2 separate regions of the Zea mays genome follow, and region 2 is linked to region 1. The links are chromatin contacts, called in public Hi-C maps. All regions are on one chromosome and are shown on one strand. Each heading gives the region's core, a stretch centred on a gene start, on an enhancer-like site or on the middle of the called end of the contact. The rest is flanking DNA. Distances are from core to core; before and after follow the strand shown. Region 1 has its middle 14 kb from the start of LOC100284498. Region 2 holds the start of LOC100502532 (chloride channel protein).

Region 1 (6,128 bases), core at 386-2,885:
GACCTTGGGCTCGGACCGACCGCGTCACGGGGGATACATCATTACCCTACCCCTAGCTAGCTCAGGCTACGGGGGAACAAGACCGGCGTCCCATCTGGCTCGCCCCGGTAACAAGTAATGATGGCTCCCCGCATGCGTCCATGACGACGGTGGTTCTCAGCCCCCTACGAAAGCAATGAGACGTCAGCAAGATCCCAGCAGCACCGACAGCTGTGCTTCTACAGGGCTCAAGCACTTCTCCGACAGCCACGTTACCGCGTACACAGGGCTCTAGCACCTCTCCGACAGCCACGTTGGCATGTACACAGGGCTCAGGCACCTCTCTGCCAGACACGTTAGCGCCTAGCCACACCCCCCATTGTACACCTGGACCCTCTCCTTGCATCTATAAAAGGGAGGTCCAGGGCCTTCATGCGAGAGGGTCGCGCGGGGGAACGATCTAACGAACAGGCTCACTCTCTCTCTCGCGAACGCTTGTAACCCCTACTACGAGCACACCCCCTGGTGCGAGATAATACGAGCCACGCTTTCCCCTTGTGTTCCATCTCGCGCCAACCCATCTGGGCAGGGGCACGCAGCGACAAATTTACTCGTCGGTCCAGGGACCCCTCGGGGTCGAAACGCCGACAATATGAAAGTTGTAGAACTTCAAAAGTTATTGAACTTTGTAGTTGACAACTTTTTATTTGAATTCGTAACGGTCTTAAACAAGCAATTTACACTCAGTTGTTTATAATATGTGGACAAAAATACTACAAATTAGCCATAAAGCATGTCATAGGCGGAGTGGTAGTGGAGAGTACGTGCAGGGCGAGGTTGGTGGTTTGATTCCTAACAACTGCCGCGTAGCGTGCAAATTTTGCGCAAAAAATGTCATGACTTGCAATACTCACATCCCCTTAAATATTTTTTTTGTTTTTTTAAAAACCCGTTTAATGTTTCTGAAAATAATTTTTACTAAAAGTTTTATTACGTCGACCGTCAGTGGAAATTGATTTTCACTGGCGGTTTTCTAACTCAACCGCCAGTGAAAATTGATTTTCACTGGCGGTCCTCAGTTACCCGCTTGTAAAAATGATGATTTCTACTGTCACTTAGCACCGACGGGTTAAGAAACGCCAGTGAAAATAGGTTAACAACCATCACTATAGAGCTTGTTTGTACTAGTGGTTGTGCAATTTAGGTCATGTATCGGTTTGGAGAAGGAATGTTAGACTGTCTCAAGTAAAGTGTGTAAAATAGAGGTGCGGAACTGTAGATGGCGTTGTTTGCAGAGACAAGTTTGAAATAGAGGATGAGATAAGGAATGTGACTGAGGATCTGCTAAAATAGTCTTAGGACATTAGTGTGTCTATGGTGGAAGAAACTAGACGAGAGTTGAACTTGATAAGATTCTGATAGGACCCGCCATGAACTTGATAGGAGTTAATGTTCTTTTCGGGGCAATTTAGTAGATAAACTAAGACACGTTGAAATGAACTAGATGGGGTCCTACGACTAGTCTATCTTTCTTTCTAATCCCTAAAATAATGTGCATGCTTCAAGTTCAAATTTACGGTGACATGGACGGACCCTGTTCACAGGGGGTTTTAGGTGGGCCGTGGCACACCCTAAGGCAACCACCCAGCCCACCAAGATCTGCCCCTATTTCAGCCCCGCACTTGACCAGAGCTTGCGTCGCCGCTGTCGTCCTAGCATTCATCACAGCCAGTCAGTCGCCGGGCATCAAATCGTGGTTGGTGCCATGCGTCAGGCGCCATGACGCTGTGACTCGTTGCACTCCCTATTCTCGGCTCCCCATCTGCATTCATTATGGTCACCTCCCTATGGCCTCGTCTACACGACGGTCGGTGGCCCGCTACTGTCGCCCACGACACCGGCCTTCCAGGTGAGCATTTCTCAACTCACGCCTCCTATGCTACTTCGTCGTTGTGGTCTCTATGTGGTTAGATACATGATGAGCCAACCAGTGCTACAATTGTAGCAGAAGTGGGGTGAAGTTTATTACTATTGGATAATGTGGTGAGATTCTAAAAATTGAGAATCAAAATGTATTTGATAGAGTTGAAATTTATGTGCAAGTCTGTAGCACACATTGCTTAGTTGGTGGTTAGAATTTAATGAGAGAATTGGAGAGCTAGTGCTGCAAAATCATTCTTTCACGTTCATATGTGGATGCAAATATGCAAGGGTCTCTTCTGATGCTCATGCTTCATATAACATTAATCCCTTTTTATTATAAGTTGAGGTTTTGACTGCTGCATACGAAAAATTTGTTGCGGCATACCCTATATAAAAATGCTAGGTCCGCCATTGTCTAGGTATGATTGGGTCATGGAGAGCGGCAATCAAGGAGCATAGTACGCTTTTTAATGGACATTCTCCTACTATGAGGAGTCGAGGACATGATTTTTGTTCCCACATTCTTAGAACGGGAACGATGTTCCAAGGATATGCAACATGGTATTATTGTACCATGTTTCGGTGATACTTGCAGCGACAGAGGGAGGGGGCGAGATTGATTTGGGAGGAGGATGAGTTAAGTAGAAGGATATGATGTTTTATCTAACACTAGCATATATGATGTGCTAACATTATGATTTTGAGGAGGGAGGGGTCAACGGTGGTGGCAACGTGAGTTAGGGGAGGATGAGGGGTCGTGGGGAAGGGGAGATGAAGGATGATCCAAATAATATTATCTATTGAAGTTGGATGAGTAAAAGAGAGTAGGTTATCCAACAATCTGAATTGTTAGTTTTGATGGTGTGTTAAGTCTGAGTGTAATTTGTTTGGTACGTTTATTAGAGGTCATAGATGCGAGGGTGATTTGGTTGGTTGGGTTTTGCGAAGTTTATACCGGTGGATTGTTATATAGTGGTATAGATTAGTTAGATTACCAAATAAAAACTCTCATGCTAGATCTGTTCTTCTTCTAAACTAGTACACTCATTTTTTTCTCTATCGTGCATTTTTGCTCTTTCATAGTCGACGAGAGTGGCATATGTGTATGTGTATTATCCCTTTCATGGAATCATGGTCACAACTAAGCCATCGTTCGCTTATTTTCTCCGTTGCCATCTGCTGACGTGCCCCGGCCAACTCAACCGCTGACCGTGATTAATATACCTCGATGCACATGCACGCGCGGCGGAGCCACGGACACACACCTTCTCGGCCTAGTGTTTACGGCAGCGCGCGGCGGCAAGGTTGCGGCAATGCCCAGTCGAGCTTAAATACCCTACAGCGACTGCACTATGAGAGTCTTCATTTGAGATTATAATCTGCGAGATTATATAATTTCACTTCCGTTTGATTTGAAAGAATAAAGATTAGTGCCTTTATTTTACGTCTCATTTAGTTTCTAAATTGTAAAACGGTGGGACTAAAATAGAGACTAAATTATTTGTCTTTAGTCCCGGAGTGACTAAAATAAACTAAACTATATTAATTTCACTTTTTGGCTATCATTTATTTCATTTACACTAATTGTGGGAGAATGCTAAGAGCTATTTTGATCTTCTTATGATTTATTTAATGTGCTCTTAATATTTTTAGTCCATACAACCAAATATAGTAGTGACTAAATTTTATTTCCTGAACTAAAGAAACCAAAGAGATCCTTTTTTGAACCAAGTGTTCATTTAAAATAAGTGGGATTATATAATCTAGGCAGCCTATAATCTCAAACAAACATGCTCTATATCTGACTATTATGACCCTTTAATTCCTAGTGGGTACTGTACGTTTCAATGGAAATTGATAGTGTTATGGGTTGAAGTAGTAGTAATAATTAGCCACCCAGCACAGTCAACCATTCTGATAGCGTAGCTAGGTATCATCAAACGGATTCGCCGATCCTGAAAGCCTGATCGAGCTACTGCAAACATGCAATCAGCGCACGAGTCAGGCTCGTCCGGCAAAAAATGCAAAATATGCAGGCCCCGTGCAAAATACTAATATAAGCCATCGTATTTCGCGGCCGCTCACGTCGTTGGTGAGCCTAGCTGCCCGCGCCGCCGCTGGAGCTTGTCGTGGTTCGCCGCACCGTGAGAGCATGCCCGCATGTGCCATATGCATCGCCCATCGCCGCCGCAACGACCTTAAGTGCTGGAGTCGCGGAGACGGCAGAAGCCCGGAACTGGACACCGGCGGACACACGGATGACGATCGAGGTGTTGCCGGCCGCAATGCCTTGGTTGGAGAAGCAATCAGTGCTGCCTGACCACATGCGCTTCAGATTTGCTGTCGCGCGTCATTGGACCGGCCTTAGAGGCGAAGTCGTCATGAAGAAGATGTCAGACAACTTGTATGACGACGAATTTGTTGTCGCGTGTCGGCGTGTGCGCCGGCGTTTTAGATCCTCACCACCTTATATTCAAAGGCTATTTGAGGGCCCAATTTTGAGCCCTTGCCCTGGGACTCTGGGACTGGGAGCAGTAGCTGGCTGGATACACGTATCCAATTGTAGGCAGTAGCACTGGCATGTTCGATTAGCTAGCGCATATGTTTAGATTCTATTTTTTTTAAATGTAGATTTTTTAAAGTTTTAAGGTTTGTTTGGGAGTAAGCATATTGAAGAGGATTAAGTGGGCAAGAATCTCTTGCTATTTTTTAAAAATTAAAATTGAATAGTAAAGGATTCTAACCTCTCAATTTACTCTAATTATTTTGCTCCCAAATAAGCCCTTAAGTTATTATAATTTTTTTAAGTTATATACCTTTATTATAAAGTGCATTAAAGTTTTGAGATAACTTAAGACTACCTATTTATAGCTTTAGCTCTCAATTAGAGTAGGAAATACGGCTTCCCTTCCCTAAGTCAGTCATGCCGTGCTTCGTTCTACTCCCCCGTTAGTTCCGTTCGGTTCTATCAACTCAAGCATCCTGCATCCACCGTTCAATGACCTACGACGGCACATAAAAACAAATTTTACAATTTATCTTATCTAAAAAATTCAAAAAGATATAAGTTAAAAAAAAGTCTAATCTTTATTTATAAATCATTCGATCGCTCGTTCTCTTTTAAATAGCTGGATGGTATTATTTGTGAGAGCGTTGCGCGCTACGTATGGTTTTTTGTCGTATTGGGTTTAAGTGGTTTCTCACGACCCATTTGTCGATTTCTTAATTTGCCGTGTCGAATTTAGGTGGCTTTTATTATTATGCATGATAAGATCATATTGTTTAATTGAAACATAGAGCGACCACCCGAGACAACAGTGCTACCACAAGACTATATGGCTCTAGTCTTGGTGAATTAATTAGAAAAGCTAGTGTGGGAGGCCTTACCCGAAAGGAGAAAGCGGGGAAGGAGTTGCGCAAGCGTAGTGCTGGCTGTAATTACTGTGGTGGGGTTACAGACCATAGAACAAGGCCTATGCCCCCTCTGCTTGTATCTGTAGCGTGTTCTCTCATGCTAGTGAAACTTTGTAAAGCTCTCGTAGCGTCCCTATGCCACCACACCTCGGTAGTGTGGTATTGTGCTTGGTCGGCATATGTGTGGTTGGGTACAAAGTTCTCTAAACTTTTACGCAACTTATGAGTAAAGATGTGCAACCTCTGCAGAGTGTAAAACTGGTATATCAGCTGTGCTTACGGTCATGAGCGGCTCGAACCCTCACATGAGTAATTTATGGAATTAAACTTAACATGTCAATCATTGCATTGTGAGATTTATTATTAATTATGATCAATTATTTAATTGGGTTGTGTTGGGGGCCTTCGTCCTCCGAAGGTCCTCAAAAACATGATTTGACAATGTTTTCCGAGTGGATTATGTGAACAGGTATTTTCGAATCCAGAATTATGAATATGGAGCACGGCCAGGACGAAGCCTGAACCAGACGAAGGTCGAGTGCAGCCGAAGCTGTGCGCAGGGAAGCTTCGGCGCGATGGCAGAAGGGGGAACCGACTTAAAGATGAAAAGACTTCGGGGGCCTCGACAGATTTCCATAAGCCGTTAACAAATGTAATGGACATGGATGTAATTTTACGTGGGCTGCGTCCCGCGTCTATAAATAGATGAACAGTACTCCCGTACTGTTCACGCTGACTTGGCATTTGCTTTTGCGTCACGCTTGTACTTTTTATCTTCTCTCAGGACCGAAGGTACATTTGTAATTTGAAAT
Region 2 (5,897 bases), core at 3,024-5,523, 260 kb before region 1:
TCTGTCATTTACCAGGATAGCAATAAAAAAATATCATTTAAATAAGATATATGGGAAGTAATTCCCTTACTACTTAAAATTGACCCGTAATACATCCACACAGGAGCATAGAATAGTTAGGGAAGAAAGGGCCTGTTTGGATCACCGCCGCTGTCCCCACGCCGCGCCACACTTCCGGCACCGCAGTTGTGGCGGCTAAATCGGCTGCTGCACCTTAGACAGGGTGTGGCATGGGAGGTCAGGGTCTAAACAGGCCTCGCCTCCCCGCGCCGCGGATTGGACGAGGATCCCTGTGGGAACAGGTTATCCAAACTAGCCCTACAAAAATGTTATTCTGTACATTTTTCGAGCTAGAGGTGTGCGTCATTGTATGGTATGTATAGAACGTCCCAAATACAAAACCGGTTTCACGGCTAAGTTTAGTTTTTTGTTACGTCATTCTGCACACATTATTAGTTGAAATAAACAAAACAAGCATTATTGCATCCCTAGCGCCTAGCGGTCCCGGTCCACAATCCATGCTGGCTTACGCAAAAGGCCAAAACAAAGGCAGGGGTCCGCTTTAAACCAGTAAAGTTCAGTATTTACAGTTGGATGAATTCGAAAATCTTTTGGAATTTGCTGGTCTATGCGCTGTGTCGTTAACTCAAGAGTTGTCTTTCTGGTTGACCCACCAAATTGACTGTGAGTCTGTGCCTGAACCTTTAGCAAATTGCGACTAAACACTGTTATCTCTTATAATGTAGAACGAAGCAAAATAATCAAGTAATAGCAATTCGAAACATCTCCCAAAAAATGTATATTTCGTAGTTGTTTTGTTTGCCCCTTTTGATTACAAGGATCGAAGTGCGAGCAGAAAAGTGAAGGTGAAGATGTGATTTTACATGGGAAGCTATTATTCACACAATCTCATGAGACAAGAAATTAAATCCTCAATCTACTTACAGAGAAAAATAGAACATGGGGAAACAAAACAGCTGGACCTTTTTCTTTGGATGCAGAGAACATTAAATTTACCAAAAATGGCGCGACAGAGCTTAGTGTACTTTCCTTTTGTTTGCCAAATGAGGGAATGCACCAAGGATGTTGTGTGCCCTCAGGTCCTGCCTCGTTAGGATCCCCACGATTGGAGCTATCTGAAGACAAATTGATCACCAATTTGTTAGGAAGAGTACATACATTTGAAATTTTCCAAAAGAACAGTACTTGGACTTGAAGAAAAGGTGACAAGATGTTGCACGGACCTCAGGCCCTTGGAACTTTGGGATGATAAGCATGTGCCGGAGCGCGCAGGTGCGGAAGAGCACCACGGCCTTGGCCACCGACATGGTCTCCACGACGGTGTACGGCGTGGTGTTGGTGAACGGGTGGAGGTCAATGTACATGTCCAGCTCCTCCGGCGTCAGCTGCACCGCCACCTCGTCGATACTCCCGGACTTCTCCGCGAGCTCCGTCGACGAGAACCTCTCACGGGCCTCCCATTCCTCCGTCCTCCTCTTGTCCGTCAGGAACCACCGCTTCTTGAGCACGGCCATCAGGTGGGACCGGAGCACCAGCCCGTGGAGCTCCGATACGCCTGGCCGCGGCCAGTCCAGCACGGGGAACCCGTTGTGCGGCGTGGACCTCAGCACCTCCACGACGGTGGACACCTTCTCGATCACCTGCAGCGTGACGACCCGCGGCTTGGCGGCCGCGAGCTCGCCGACTGCGAGGTCCTTCATCCACGTTTCCGGCTTGGGCTCAAGGAACGGCAGGCCCTTGAGGTCGAGGATGATCTCGTAGATGCTGGGGTTGAAAGCGTCGCCCACCGTCTTGGCGATGAGCAGCACGAACATGGTGATGGGGAGCAGGAGGAGGTTGTTGGTGAGCTCGAGGAAGATGACGCACAGCGAGACGGTCATCCTCATGGAGCCCGACATGAGCGCGGCGGCGCCGAGCACGGCGTAGAGGCCGTGGTCGATCCTCACGAAGCGCGCGAGCACGAGCGCCAGGATGCGGCCGTAGGCGGAGCCCATGAGGATGATGGGCAGGAAGAGCCCCGACGGCACAGCGATGCCGAAGGTGAAGAGCCCCAGCACGCAGTAGATGCCGAAGAAGATGAGCAGCGAGTCGAGCCTGAATTCGCCGGCGGTGCCCGTGGAGAAGATGTTGCGCGTGGCGTCCACGTTGGTGGCGTGGAGCAGCGACGCCAGGTCGTTGTAGTAGCCGGTGGGGCAGTTGAACTGCTTGAAGTTGCCGGACTTGCCCACCGTCGGGCACGCGTCGCCGAACGCCGGGTCGCACGGCGTGCACGGCACAGCGAACGGCAGGAGGTACAGCCCCGCCGACGTGAACACGGACACCGCGAGGGCGAGCGCCAGCTTCGCCAGCCGGCCCTTGGCGTTGATCAGGTTGTACAGCCGGAGCACCTGGTGGAGGACGTGGTTGTAGAGTGCCCCCAGGACCCCGCCGAGGACGCCGACGAGCGTGACGGGGAGGAGGTCGCCGACGTGGTAGCGGACGGTGACGTCACTGACGTCGAAGAGGATGAGCCCGCCCTCGCCGAACATGCCGCAGCGCCCGTCCCTGCACACCTCGATGAAGCCGCGCAGCACCACCACGACGGTGGCCGTGCTGAAGAAGGTGCGCCAAAGCAGCGCGCTGCGCCACCACGTCGCCACCTCCTCCAGCGCGAACAGCACGCCGCCGACGGGCGCGCGGAACGCCGCGCACACCCCGGACGACGCGCCGCACGTGATCAGGTCCCGGCGGTCGCGGTCGTTGTTGAAGTAGCGCAGCCACCGCCAGCGCAGGCGCCACCGGCCCTCGCCGCCCTGGCTGAGCAGGTTGGCCAGGCACGCGCCGATGTGCACCAGCGGGCCCTCCTTGCCGAGATCCATCCCCGACGACACGGCGCCGATGCTGCCGATGATCTGCAGGCACACAGACAGCACGAGACAAGGAACGGAACCGTTTCTTTTCTTTTTCAGAAAAGCCCCAAGGCCCCAACCAAAAAAAAAAAAGAGAGAAAAGCGGCTTGACCTTGACGATGAGCTGCGGCGCGCCGAACATGTTGGGCGTGTCGACGCCGTTGAGATAAGCCTTGATCTCGGGGATGCCAGGGCCAGCGGCGGTGGGGGCGAAGACGACGCAGAGCACCGCGGCGACGAAGGTGAGCGCGAAGTTGACGCCGGCGAAGTAGAGGAAGCCCGCCCAGTAGCGCTTCCCGCGGACGAGGTTGACCATCTGGAGCATCTTGAGGCCGGAGATGTTCTCGATGGCGAGGTTGATGAGGGACGCGATGACGCCGGTGAGGAGGCCGACGAGGAACGCCATGGCCCACTTGAGGAAGATGTACTGAAGCACCTCGACGTTGGAGCGGCTCCGCCAGTCGTGCTTGAACAGGTCGTTCTCGATGATCCTGCGTGCCAAGAACAGAACAGACAGACAGAGCAATTCAATTTTGGGACGCAAGAGCAGAGCCAGCCGCACTTCATCATCAGCCACGATGACAAGCATGGAGGTATTAGTAGTAACAAGCTAAGATGGAATGCTCACTCGTAGTCGAGGCTCTCGATGTGGGAGACCTTGGCGCCGACGATGGCCAGGTGGCTGGCCGTCAGGGTGGTGCTCCGCTTGAGCAGCGGCTGCTCCAAGGAGCTGATGCCGTTGCCGCTGCCGCTGCCGCTGCCGCCGGCAGGGTCCTCCGGGTCGTTCGCACTGTCGTCGTTCTTGCTGTCCGAATCCGGCCATTCCGGCGCAGGACTGGGCTCGGTCGCCGGATCCCGGCCCAGCCTTGGGCTCTGCTCTTCCTCCATGGCTTTCCCCGGGACCGGGAGAGAGAACTATTGCCTCTAGCCTCTGAAGTCTGAAGCAAGCAATTGGATGGGACCGTGGAATTCGCCTTATCTATGTGATTATATGTCTCTATGTGGCTGGCTGGACCGACAACTTGCAAGGATGGGGGGGCTTGGATGAGTGGTGACCCATTGACAGAGGCAGCCTGATGAGTGATGAGAATGAGATCTCTCGTTTCAGACACCTCAACTTCATATAGGCCAAAAGAATTTGGCCTTCTCTCGCGTCTTTTGCTTGAAAATTTCTAAACTTGCCGAGTCCTAGCCCTCACATGAACATTTTGCTTTCAGAATGTGCTTTGTTTACGTGATGAAGAAAATTCAGCACAGTTGGCACCAATAATAGAGTTTTTTTTTGAAATTTAATACATGTGATCCCTGCCTTGAGGGGGTGAGGTGCCTCTTGGGAGGTCACCAAGGTTCACAGCTCGCACTTCAGGTGAAGAGTGCAATGGACACAGCAAGCTCATCCGGTGTCTCACTTTTGTGACCACGCACTTGCCCCCTTGGCAACCTCACCTTGCCTCTATGGATGGATTGATTATTGATAGAACGACCTCAAGGTGCAACCTCACCTTGCCTTTTGGACTATGGTCTATGGATGGACTGGCGGACTGTGGTTTTTTTTCCCTGAGAGAGAGCAAGGAAAGTACCAGTTGATCATGAACCTGGATGGGCTCAGTTCCTTGGCACTTGCCCACTTGCATTCCTAGTTCGATGAACCACGAACAAACAAAGGCAACTTCAATACTATGATTTAAGCCAACTCATAGGAGATCATATATAATAGTCCTTAAAAGGGGGAAATGAGATATGACTAGAGGTGATAATGAGCTCTAAATTTTACAATATAAGATTTAATGATTATATCAGATTAGGATTAGACCTTATTTTTATTCATTTTTAACTAAAATTTATTTAGGCACCTACCATTTTGTGAAGAAGCATTTGGATCGCGATATGCCGATACGTGTATGCGATGCTTACAGTCCAGTCCAGTGATCCAGTGGAGATAAGAACGGGGCGAGGCTGCACCGGACTATGATTCGTAGGTTGGGATATCATATATCCGTAGAAAGTTACTGATCCAATCTTCTAATGCACAAGTTGCATTCGGTTATGGTTTCTTGGGTGGCGAACATGGTGATGTAATGCACACATCTTTTCTTTTTTCCTTTTGAATAACATCCAGCAGGCTCGGAGTGACTCCACCCTCCGGTCGCTTAAGAAAACAAAACAAGATGTGATGCGTACGTGCGCTTTTGTTAAGGGTTTTGTTCTCAGCGTCTGTCCAGAAAATATAGGCCTCTGTCATGTCTAAATTGTTATGACAAATTTAGTATTTTATAAAATAGATATATATAAAATTTAATGCTTATCTTTTCCTATGTTACCAAGCTACAAATAAGAATAAAATTTTGTATAAATTGTTTCATGCATTATTTGCTCCCTGCTACAACAAAAAAAGTGAAAATACCTAAATCTGTATCTATATCCAAATTTTATATCTATCATTTGATAGGATATATGACAAATTTGTGGTTTATCTTTTATAAATCTTTACAAGCTCAATGCTAAATACAAGAATACAAATTTGCATATATGTAATAACAAAAACCGAAAAAATTAATCTCCAAAATAAATATTTGTTTTTCATCCCTCACTTCCCCTATTTTCTGTTAGGTGTCAAGGTGCACTTAACAGTGCATATTTCCATTGGTAGTAGATAGATTCTGATATCATTCATATTCTAATTGGACTCTATTTGTTTTGGAAATACCACAGAGCTAAATTTTCAACATAAGGGGACCATTCAAACCAGCAACAATCATACATGCACATAATAAAGGTATATGTAACAACCAAATAAACATTTATGTCAGAGTACAAAAGATAGCCGAAGAACCAAAAAGGGGAACAAAATTAATATTAGCCATATATATATATATATATATATATATATATATATATATATATATATATATATATATATAATCTTCACTCACTCAATCTAATCATTTTAAAAAATCATGACAATAACATAAAAGTAGTTAAATAGGG

Evidence for each region. Hi-C and Micro-C count contacts between places; a contact is called where the count stands out from the background.
Region 2: a contact with region 1 is called in a Hi-C map of ear, with 2.4 times the contacts expected there. The contact joins the promoter of LOC100502532 here to the enhancer-like site in region 1. A contact is called at or near these places in 2 of 25 Hi-C or Micro-C datasets (ear and tassel).

What each region holds. Positions count from the first base shown.
Region 1 is chr9:112,281,263-112,287,390 of Zm-B73-REFERENCE-NAM-5.0, reverse strand. No RefSeq gene overlaps it. Among protein-coding and RNA genes, the nearest start is that of LOC100284498, 14 kb to the right of the region's middle. Within about 2 kb of position 1,635, at least 13 of the 20 cell types and tissues checked have an H3K27ac peak or open chromatin away from gene starts, as enhancers often do. A contact at or near this core is called in ear and tassel, where this site is marked.
Region 2 is chr9:112,542,624-112,548,520 of Zm-B73-REFERENCE-NAM-5.0, reverse strand. LOC100502532 (chloride channel protein) reads right to left here and starts at 4,273. Exons shown (of 4, transcript NM_001398833.1): 1 at 3,538-4,273; 2 at 3,022-3,400; 3 at 1,245-2,912; 4 at 771-1,136. The coding sequence starts at 3,797. The coding sequence ends at 1,038.